Regions from separate parts of the Lactuca sativa genome. Here region 1 is linked to region 2. Evidence: chromatin contacts called from public Hi-C data. All regions are on one chromosome and are shown on one strand. The core of a region is the stretch at or near the end of the contact, and the rest is flanking DNA. Distances in the headings are between cores, read along the strand shown.

Evidence for each region. A called contact is a pair of places that touch in the nucleus more often than the background predicts.
Region 1: a Hi-C map of leaf shows a contact between it and region 2, with 4 times the contacts expected there. The contact joins the promoter of LOC111918303 here to the promoter of LOC111918316 in region 2. A contact is called at or near these places in 2 of 4 Hi-C or Micro-C datasets (leaf and seed).

The regions. Positions count from the first base shown.
Region 1 is chr8:279,938,140-279,943,681 of Lsat_Salinas_v11, forward strand. LOC111918303 (protein SRC2) reads left to right here and starts at 2,385. Exons shown (of 1, transcript XM_023913984.1): 1 at 2,385-2,951. The coding sequence starts at 2,385. The coding sequence ends at 2,951. LOC111918313 (a long non-coding RNA gene) reads left to right here and starts at 4,080. Exons shown (of 12, transcript XR_006186099.1): 1 at 4,080-4,386; 2 at 4,478-4,554; 3 at 4,737-4,790; 4 at 4,918-4,941; 5 at 5,053-5,168; 6 at 5,310-5,359.
Region 2 is chr8:279,618,062-279,623,249 of Lsat_Salinas_v11, forward strand. LOC111918316 reads right to left here and starts at 1,345. Exons shown (of 5, transcript XM_023913995.3): 1 at 438-1,345; 2 at 205-313; 3 at 1-96. The coding sequence starts at 633.

The sequences.
Region 1 (5,542 bases), core at 1,135-3,634, 320 kb after region 2:
GATAGAAGAAGTTGGAAAAAAGCTTCCCCCGCGTTAAAGGATATAGTAAAACAACATATAAGGGTAATTATTTATATAAGAATATTCTATATGTTTAATTATGAATGGTTTTTACTTAGCTAACTTTTTTGTTTTTGTAGACAAAGTTTGATTTGGATCGAGTTTCCCTGGATCCAAAGAGTGCTAGGTTGTTAGAGAGTTTTGATGTGGCTTTTTTAGATAAAATTCTAGCTTACTTTCTACTTATTTTATGCTAAAGAAGGAAGGGAGTGCAGATGATGGTTTGTCAAATTAGTTTGTGTTTTGTTAGACTTGTTATGACATAAATTTATAACACTTTTGTTGTTTATTTTGGTATGTGTATGAAATTAGGGTAAATTACACCATTCGTCCCTCATACATGTGCCAAAAAGCACGTTTAGTCTATATTTTCAAAAATTAACTCGGGTCATCCCTTATATTGTAGAAATTTGCACACTTCATCCCTCGTTAGTTTAAATTTGCATGTTTCATCCCCTATGAGACTTGAAATGACCAAAATGCCCTTTTTAATTTTTTTAATTATTAAAAAACATTTTAATTAAAGTTGTGGGTCAACCTAACACTTTTACATGCTCTTGCTCTTTTTTTTTTTTTTTGAAGAACACTAAACCACCACCCTCATCGGGCATCTATAGCACCACCGAAAACCTGCATCACCGCCGCCATAAATCTGCTCTCAGATCACCCCACCCCCTTTGAAGACCACCTGTCATCGCTCAATCATCACTTCTGGAAAACCCAAAAAATATAAACAAACCAATTATGATGCAAACAATCCAGAATTAGGGCAAAATCAAAATGGGGAAGACAATGTTCTTCTCTGTTCAGACGTCGTTGTCCCCTTCCGCCTCCGACCAGACTTCACTAACCCCATTTGTCTCCTTCTTCATCTCTAAACCAGACGTCTCCTACACCAGCACCTAGAAGAGTTCAAAGAGACGATCTCTAGCGTGCATATCGACGGAGTGGAGATCCACGAAGTGTAAATCCATGGATTACAACGTCAGTGGCTAGCAGGGGAGGACGATGGTGGATTGGAGGTGACACATGGAGGATTTTATTTTAGTTCCGTAAAACCGATCTCCTTAATCTCCTCTTCCTCATCGATTTTGTTTCCCTCAACTTCTTTCTCTCTCTGATCAGTGGGTTTAGAGGAGAAAAAGGGAGGATTTTTTTTTGCCGCAAACCACCCTAAACACCACCAGCTCCGCTAAATATGAAACTCCTATCTCAAACACAGATTTGAACCGCCACTAGCTTCTTTCTCGCTCTGCTATTGCTTTTGTTCTACATCGTGCATTGAGGGTGGATGGTTTCATGATCTCATCGGAGTAGCTTCAGGGTGCCGATCGTTAGAGAGGATAATGAGTTCGAAAGGAAGATGAATAGGTGAGAAAGAGGGATAGAATATGGGAAAGGGAAATGAGGGGTGGGTGGGTTTGGACATAATATTTTTTTATTTTTCTTTTCTTTTATTAATTTAAAATGATAAATAAATTAAATTAAATTAAAAAAACAAATTATTAAGGGCAAAATAGTCATTTTATGTCAATAAGGACTAAGCGAGCAAGAAAAAACAAACCTAGGGACGGTCCGAGTTAATTTTTGAAAATAAGGACTAAACGTGTTTTTTGGCACATACACGAGGGACGAATGGTGTAATTTACCCATAGAATTATAACACTTTGGTACTTAATTGGATGTTGTTATTTAATTTTGTTTTCTGCATCTAATGTTTTCGTGTTTTCGGCGATTAATATTGCTACGTATCGGTTTATCTGCATCCAAAAAAGGCTGATTTAAAAAAAGTGATTATTACCTACGATAAAAGGTATTATCGGCGACTGCCTTATTAATGGCGACATTTAACTTTTTGCAGTGATTTTTGTCACCGCTTAAAATCGTTTTTCTGTAGTGTTAACTAAATCCTTTTGATAAGAGAACATGTTTTATTTTTTAAAACAATTCCTATGCATCTTTACCACACATAATGTCAATCTATGAGAAAGAATTCAAGAACACATAATATATATGGTGCATGGTTATTTGCAATCTAGCCCTACCATATTGTCTGTTTCTGGTACGGAGGCGACTATATCGCACAATAGCAACCACAAAGCATCAATCATGGTTCTGGACGTATGTTTATAAACTCACTGAGTACGTACAACTGGTGACGTTGTTGCATGGGTTCTATGACTTGGCCGATATATTTGACCTTCCAATCCTCATGTGACACGTTGCCCTACTCCAAAAAACCCCGAACCCAACCCACAACCGGTGTATAATTATATAACATACTTTCGTGTTACTATCGTCTTATGTTAGCTAGCTAGTAGTGAATGGAGTCCGCCGAGTTAACCCTTGTCATCCATTACGCAAAGGATCTCAAAGATGTCAAACACTTTGGAACCATGGATCCCTATGCTGTAGTTTGGATCGCCGGCTATGGAAAGGAGTCCCAAAAAATAACAACACCTGTCGCAGAAAAGGCTGGTTGTTATCCAGAATGGAACTATTCCGTTAAATTCCATATTGTTCCTGTGAAGAGAGAGTACAGTCTCTTCATCCAGATCAAGCACGAAGGGGCCATGTTTGACCGGTATATCGGAGAAGTTGAAGTGCCTTTTGCAGATCTTCTCGATGCTGATGCTTCCATTGGTAAACGTAGTTACCGGTTGTCCATACCATCCGGTGAAAAAAAGGGAGAAATCATTTTTGCACATCAATTCTCGAAATTGGATGTGGATGAGGATGATGGCACTGGCATCAGCCATGCAACAGATCCTTGCGAAAAGAGAAAACGCGATAAAGTGATAAACCTTGCTAAGAACGTGACAAAAACTGGTGCTTTAGGAGCTCAGTATGTGGTACTATTTGCGCTGGGGTTGGATGGCCTTATCGAGTGAATCAAACCCGAAGATGGAAGTAGGCAGTATGTCCACAAATGCTGCCCAAAATTATGTCAAATGCGAAGGTGTTAATTTACATGGTGTCATTAATTTGCTTAAGTTTAGGACTTTATGGATGTGGTATAAATTTGTTTTAAGTTGTTGTTGCTTGCATGGCTTCATTTGCTTTAATTCGGTTTTGTATGTGTATGGCTGTATGGTATCAATTATGTTGCTTTTGTGTTTATTGTAAACGTGTATCTATTTGTATTTTTTTTTACAAAATTACACCTTTATTTCTTTATACAACAAGAGACCATCCCATCCCTGCCCATCTCTGCAACAATTGACCCTCTAGGCCTCCACCCTATCTCTCGCGACCACCCAAAAGCATGTCTTACAAGCAGTGGCGGACGCAGACTGTTTTAGTAGGGGTGTCCATCATACTTCAAGCGGATGCACCTAACAGAAAAACCAAAAAAAAAAAATTTAAAATGCATGCCGGAAATTGAGCAGTGACCCGGGACCCTAAATGCCCCACTAAGGTCTGCCATTGCTTACAAGGCTACATAACTGTCTATAAATGTATTGAATAAGGGTGGATTATATATATATATATATATATATATATATATATATATATATATATATATATATATATATATATATATATATATATATATATATATATATATATATATATATATATGCCCTTTACAATTATATTTCTTCATTAAGAGAACGAATTGGTTGAATATACATGCCTGCTTTCAAATTTCCCATCCCATGAAAATCAATTGTCTTGAATAAGGGCGGATTATACATTCAAAACTCTTTACTATACAATTGTCTTGATTTTGTTTTTCAAATTCAAACTAGACAATCACTACAAGAATAAGCACCTATAGAGACGAGATCTATAGAGACGACATGTCGTTGCTATAGAGTTGACTAATTGTTTTTGACTTTTGATGCTACAACGACGACATCTCGTTTTAACATATTAAGAAGGAAAGAAAGTGAATTTGGCGCGTTCTTGAAACATCTATGGGGACGACTTATCCCTCCAATAAATAACAAAAAATAAAAAATTAACATATTTTTAAATCTTTTGACGGAAATAAAGGGATGACGTCGTTTTGGGGATAGTTATAAGGACGACTTGTCGTCCTCATAGCTCTCTATGCCAAAAATTAGAACAGCCCCTTCGTTTCATTGATGCATGCTCAATAGATTAATCATCAGTCTCTCTCGATCGATCGATCACAGATTCTTCCCTTCTCCCATGGCGACTTCCTCACCTCTCACTACCGTCAAATCTTCTTCCCCTCTCCACAGATCCTCATGCTAGTTGCCAAAGATTTGCTTCAACATCGACGATTCTAACTACAGGCTTCCTTTTCACCTCCGGTTACGAATTCTAACAATTACAAGTCCCACTCCAGCGACCTAGGTTAGTAATTCTAGGTTAGAAACTGGAATTGGGGTTTATGTCAGCAATTATGTGTTTGAAATTGAATTTGTGATTTTCTATGGTTTCATAGCTCTCACAGAAATCATCGACGGAGAGGAATGTCGAACATTGTCGTGATAGGCCTTGCCGGAGCTGGCGGAGGTATTGGTACTTATTCCTTCCCTTTTACTCTCTCTGTCTACTTCCTATTCGTCTGGCGATACGCTTATTCAAATGCTACATGTTTATCTTCTTTTCATCATAAACCTATTTTGCTTTCTATGATCACAATCCAATAATGAAGTAATTTTCATTTTGTAATCTTCATATCTCCTTATGTTTGTTTGCAGGGGATTTATTATTATTAGCATGTTGTTCTATCTTGTTGTGGTAGCATTAGCAGGGTAATTACACCAAATTGTTTTACAAAATCATTCTATACAAATGCTATATCAGTGTTTGATATTAAATTTTCCTAATTTTTACTTTTTTATTTTCTAATTTTTTTTTTCTTGCTGTGATAATGTCCAGGTAAGGCAGCAGATCCTAATGGAGGTAATAATTTTGAGCATTGAATTTACAAGAATTGTCACTAATGTCTACTTATAATTCATATTATGATGGAAACTGGATTGAAACCAATGCATACTCTGGAATGCTTTCCAGTTATACTTTTGGAACCAATGAACCAATTCTTTAAAGGGGAAGATGTATATGGAGGCTCTTACAATGAATTGGAGGCTTATTTATTTTTCAGTCGTGCTTGCCTTGAATGGATGCAGGTTTGTAGCTTACTCTTCATCAACTTGTTTATATTGTGCTTAAGAAGATAATTTGTTAAACCTTTTTTTTTATTTCCATGTTTTCCATCATCAAACTATCTTCTGTGATTCTTTTTTAAGAATCCATTGACCAAAATGCAGGTAACTGGAACACAACGTGATGTCATACATGTCCATGAATGGCAAGACAGGTCTACTTCCACTCCTCTATTGGGACATTTATCATCATCTTTCACTTCAGGCATGATCTTAGTTTATGGATGTATCTTTCTTTAAGATCTTTAAAAGTATTCATTAACTCATAATATTGAAATTTGTACATTATAGAACCCAATAATAGTATTGACAATCCATAACATGGAACATTATGGGGA
Region 2 (5,188 bases), core at 95-2,594:
GGTTGAGCACGTGGCCTTCCCCTCTGTGGAAGAATAACTTGAGGTGTCTCATCATCCAATGAGGAAAACAGAGGGGTATCAGGTGGAGTTATTAACCTTCATTAGCATAAAAGAAATTAGTATAAAGTGGAGAGTAATTAACTTGAGATGATCTGATGCAACAGTTTATATGTAGTTAAAGATAAGAAGCAAATGAATACCAACCATTCATAATCGTTCTTTTCCTCTTCTGTATTGAGGAAGTCGCTACTTTCTCCTCTAGCAGCAATGTTTATTCCAAGCTTGTGATCAGAAAAATCGCGTAACTTGGTCACTGCAAAAATGCAAGTAGACAAAAAAAGAAGAATGTATGAGACGCAATAAGTAACAAATATCTAATTCCCATATAAAAGTACGTTGTTTTGAATATACACATGAAGAAAAGCTAAAGAAATTACCGAAAGTATCTTCAAAATCATCATTAGACTGAAGCAAGAAATTGTCTTGTTCTCTAGTTTGCACCTCATTGAATAAAGCAAGATCATCATCTCTCTCTTTGAAAACTACTCCGTTCTCAAGACTACGCCCTCTCTTGTGATTATCAGCCCTTGATTCCCTCCCTGGAGAAAATCTCATTGCTGGTGAAGCAGGCATTTTGGCTACCTAACTCTTTCAACGACCATTGTTCCCCAATTCAATCCCATTCCCGTAAAACACCATCAATTCAATTCCAACTTCTAATTTGATGCGATAAAGCCTCAGAAATCAGCTTATTTCCGATGAAAACACTCCAATTTAATATATATCAACCGTGTAAGCATCAGAAACCTCACCAGCTAAGAATATTTCGAAATCACTAGATCCACTAATAGTTAAAGCATAAAATATGCCCAAACTGTTGTCAAATTCGAACCTAACCACAAGTTAATATTCTCTTCTATTCCTGTACGCCAACCTGTTGACTTACCCGTACGGAAGTCAAATTCGATAGAACGACAACCAGTAAACCAACCTGATTGGACGTAATCACGAAATCAGAGGCAAGTTGTAGTGCAATAAAAGTTTGGAAAGGAATCAATTTGTCGGATCTGCTTGGGATTTGGGCGGATCAAGGAAATCTGCCGGTGGAATGTAATCAAAATTGCAGTTGAGAAAACCCTAAGAAAAAGGGAAGAAGGATGGGGAGTCACGTGAAGAGAGGTGGAGTGTTGATGGAGAAACGGTGAGAGAGAGAGAGAGAAAGTGGAGGTGATGAAGGTAGCACAAGTGCAGCTGTTGCTTTGCTTCTTTCTTTCTTTCTGTAATTCTCTGTCCCAGTTCAGCATGTTTGCTGTTCATACTTTTTTTAATCTATTTTTTCAATAAAATAATCATATTACCTTGTAACCAACTTTTGTACAAATATATCATAAACAAATCAATAATACGTTCATGCAATTTAGAAAGCGATATAAATCAAAGTTATGTTTTTTTTTTTTTTTTTTTTTTAATTTATTTTCAGTTAAACTATTATTTGTTTGTTAACCATAAATATTTATTTTCGAAAGAAATTTTCACATTGACCGTTCTGATCTTGTATTTTTGGTTAGTACGTGTTAAAATTAATACAATTTATCATTTACGTATGAAAGTTTTTTTTTTCACTTATCACAATCTTATTTAATTTGCCAAATATCATTTTGTGGTTATTTTGAATTAATTTTTTTTACATATCATTTTATGATTTTTTCTATTTTATTAAATTTCATATAATATTTTAATAAATATAATAATAAATGGGTCTCACAACTAGTGTTTTTTATTTGACGGATTATAGTTATATACATAACATTTTTAAATTTTAGATCTTTTATTTATATATATATATATATATATATATATATATATATAAAGAGGGAGAGGCTCAAATGAGAACTTAAGAACCACTATTTTAAATATTTTCATTAAAAGCATTTTAGACAAATCTAACATTTATATTGTATTAAGCAAACTTTTTCATTTCATAGTTTACAAACTGCTTGACATTTATCGACAGACCATCGTCGGACCATCTTAGGATCATCACCGGAGCGTGGCTGGACCGCCACCATATTAACATTAAATTCAATAGCAGTTTTGTATCCATATTCACAGCTTAATAAAACAAATATTGTAGCTCCCATTTTCTTGGTAATACTTTTTAATTTTACAGCTAAAATATACAAATTTTAGCAAAAATTAGAATTATGATTTAAAAAATCAATTTTCCTTTTTCTAAATTGTAGATTTATTTAGAAAATATATCGTGCATAAGAAATATTCACAGTTTAATAAACATAATAAATCACTAATACACGGTTTAATATTTTCATGCATACCTCTATACATAGTTTAACACAAAATTTATATAAAATATACAACTTAATGCAATCCATTTTTAGTTAAATTCATAAAATTCATAACATGACATTATACAATCCATTATATACTAATTCATATATTTAAAGAAGTCAAACTCAGATTCGTCCGCCACCACGGCTAACTACCATACATCACCACCAAGCACTCGTGTCATTGTTGCAGTCATTATTTTTTCCAAATCAAATATATATATAAAATCATTGATTGATATTTAAATACTATATTCACAATTTAATAAACCAATTAATTCACATTTTCAAAGTGTAATGGAAAATAATTATAAAAACAAATACATTTTTACATATTTATACAACAAAAAATAAATATATTCACTAGAAATTAGTACAAACATTCATACATATATCATTCATAATTAACATAAAATTCTTATAAAATTCACACTCAATTCACAATTTAAATAGAAAGTTCATTGTTTAGTGCAGTCAATTCACAATTTATAACACAAAAATCACAGTTAAAAATACATAATTCACAGATTAATAAAGTCAATTCACAGTTTAAACAGAAAATCTACAGCTTAATGCAGTTAATTCACAGTTTAAAACCTCAAAATCACAGCTTAACACAAAATTTATAGTTTAATACAAAAAAAATCTGCGGTTTAATACACAAATTATGCATTTACAATCATATTATCAACTTAAAACTCTTAATACAATTAATTCATAGTTTAGTACATAAAATTCACGAATTAATTGTAACGTCCCAAAAATTTCATAAAATTTAAACTTTTCAAAGCAACCATTTTTTCTATAGAACTGTTAACAAAAACCGTTGTCCCCAAAACATTATTTAAAAATCAAAATCTATTTCAACATAGTTTCTAAAATGTTCACATTATCAGAGTTTCCGAGAAATCATAAGTCTAATACGTGAGGATGTGTATGGCCATGCCTTCACCTTGTCAAGATCTACTGAAATGTAACATCTTGATCGATCATTTATGAATTTTGAGTTTTATTTGTGGAGCTTTGAGGCTGTGATGTGTTGCTAGAAGTGTAGGGCTTCTCACCACCTTTCTGGGGATATAAGGTTCGTTGGAAACGGACTTGTAACGAAGGAGCTATGATAGTTTGAAGTTTTGGCAAGTTTAGTCCTCATTGTGAAATGTGTGGCAATTAAGTACGTGGGGCGTAATTATGTGTACGCTCGGCGTACTTATGTGCATGGAAGGAACGTGAAGGCCACCTAGTATGCTGGGTGTACCAGAGGGTACGAAGGGCGTACTAGGTCCTGAAAGAAACCCTAATGTTTTCGAGTATCCTATTTAAGGAACACTATATGCTCATATCCGGCCACCATTTCCAACATCCTACTTCTCTTAAAACCCTAAATCTCGTTTCTTAGCTTGTATGAGCAATGGAAGCCTATGGAGTGATCTTGTGGGATTCTTTTGTGAAGAAGGAACTTTGAAGGAAGAAAGAGTTGACGTTCAAGCTTTTGGATATGAGTTTCCTTGTGGGTGGAGCATCATTCTGAGGTATCAAGCTCAAAACTTTGCTCTTATTTTTCATAGTTCATTTCATGGTCCATTTTAGGGTTTATGTCCCCAAAGCTTGAAGCTTTATGAGTTGGTCAACCCCAGAGCTTTATACATGTCCTCCTTGATGTCTTTATACGTTAGAGTTCATAAAAATGGAGTCTTGGTCGTCAAGACCTCCCTATCTATGAGATATGTGGATTTTTATGTTGAATAAGTGAGAGTTTATGAGATCTAGACTTGTCCAGCCTTGATAAGGCTTAAAGTCACCAACTTTATGCTATAAGAGACTTTATTTGACCAAGATCTGAGATGGTAGCCTTTGTCTTAATGGGTTAACACCAATAGAGTGGAATAAGCAAGCCTAGGACATACGCCAAGCGTACTCCCAGCTACGTGCAGCGTCGCACTGAGCCACCCCGATGCATGCATGGTTGGCCGTACACCCAGCGTAGTGAGATGTACGCCCAACATACGCGTTGTGTGTTGACCCCCCCCCCCCCCCCGGTTGACTTTTAGGTTTTCGAGCAAATGTGGACTTTTGAGGGGTAAAATGGTCTTTTTACCCTCTTGGGATTTAGTAGAGGAGTTGACCTAACATTTATGGGATATTCATGTGATGTATTAATTGGTGGAAATTGTGACATATCTTAGGCGGGGATTAGATTAGCGGGTCGGGTGCAGGAGTTGCTTATTCTACTTGCGAGGTGAGTCTTCTCACTATACTTTACCTAGAGTGGTAATATTTGTGTGACCGGAGGGTCTTATGTTTTTATATTGAGTATTTTGATATCCTGCATTATGTCTTGGTGATTTATGTTGTATATTATTCTGAGCTTTACTGAGTTAAGACCGGAGGGTCCACCTGAGCTGTGGGACCGTAGGATCCCATTGAGACACATTGACTGAAGGGTCTTATTTGAGCATAGCCATGAGAGGCTAATGAGATATGTGTGGTATTTTGGGGAACTCACTAAGCTCTGTGCTTACCGTGTTATGTGTTATGTGTTTCAGGTACTTCTCAGGATCACAGGAAGGCGTCGGCTTGATTGTACACATGGGACTGAGTTATATTTTGTGGATCCTGGATTTTGTTATTATAGACATGTGGTTGATAAATTGAGATTTTGGAGATTTTGTGATTTATGTTAATGAGATTAATTTGATTTTTAAATAAAAATTTTGTTTGAAAATTTACGGTGTTACAAGTTGGTATCAGAGCCTTGGTTTGAGGGATTCGGATGCACCTTCAGGTATGTATGGACTTAAACTGAGGATTTGAGAAAAGTTTTCAAAAGAAATGATTTT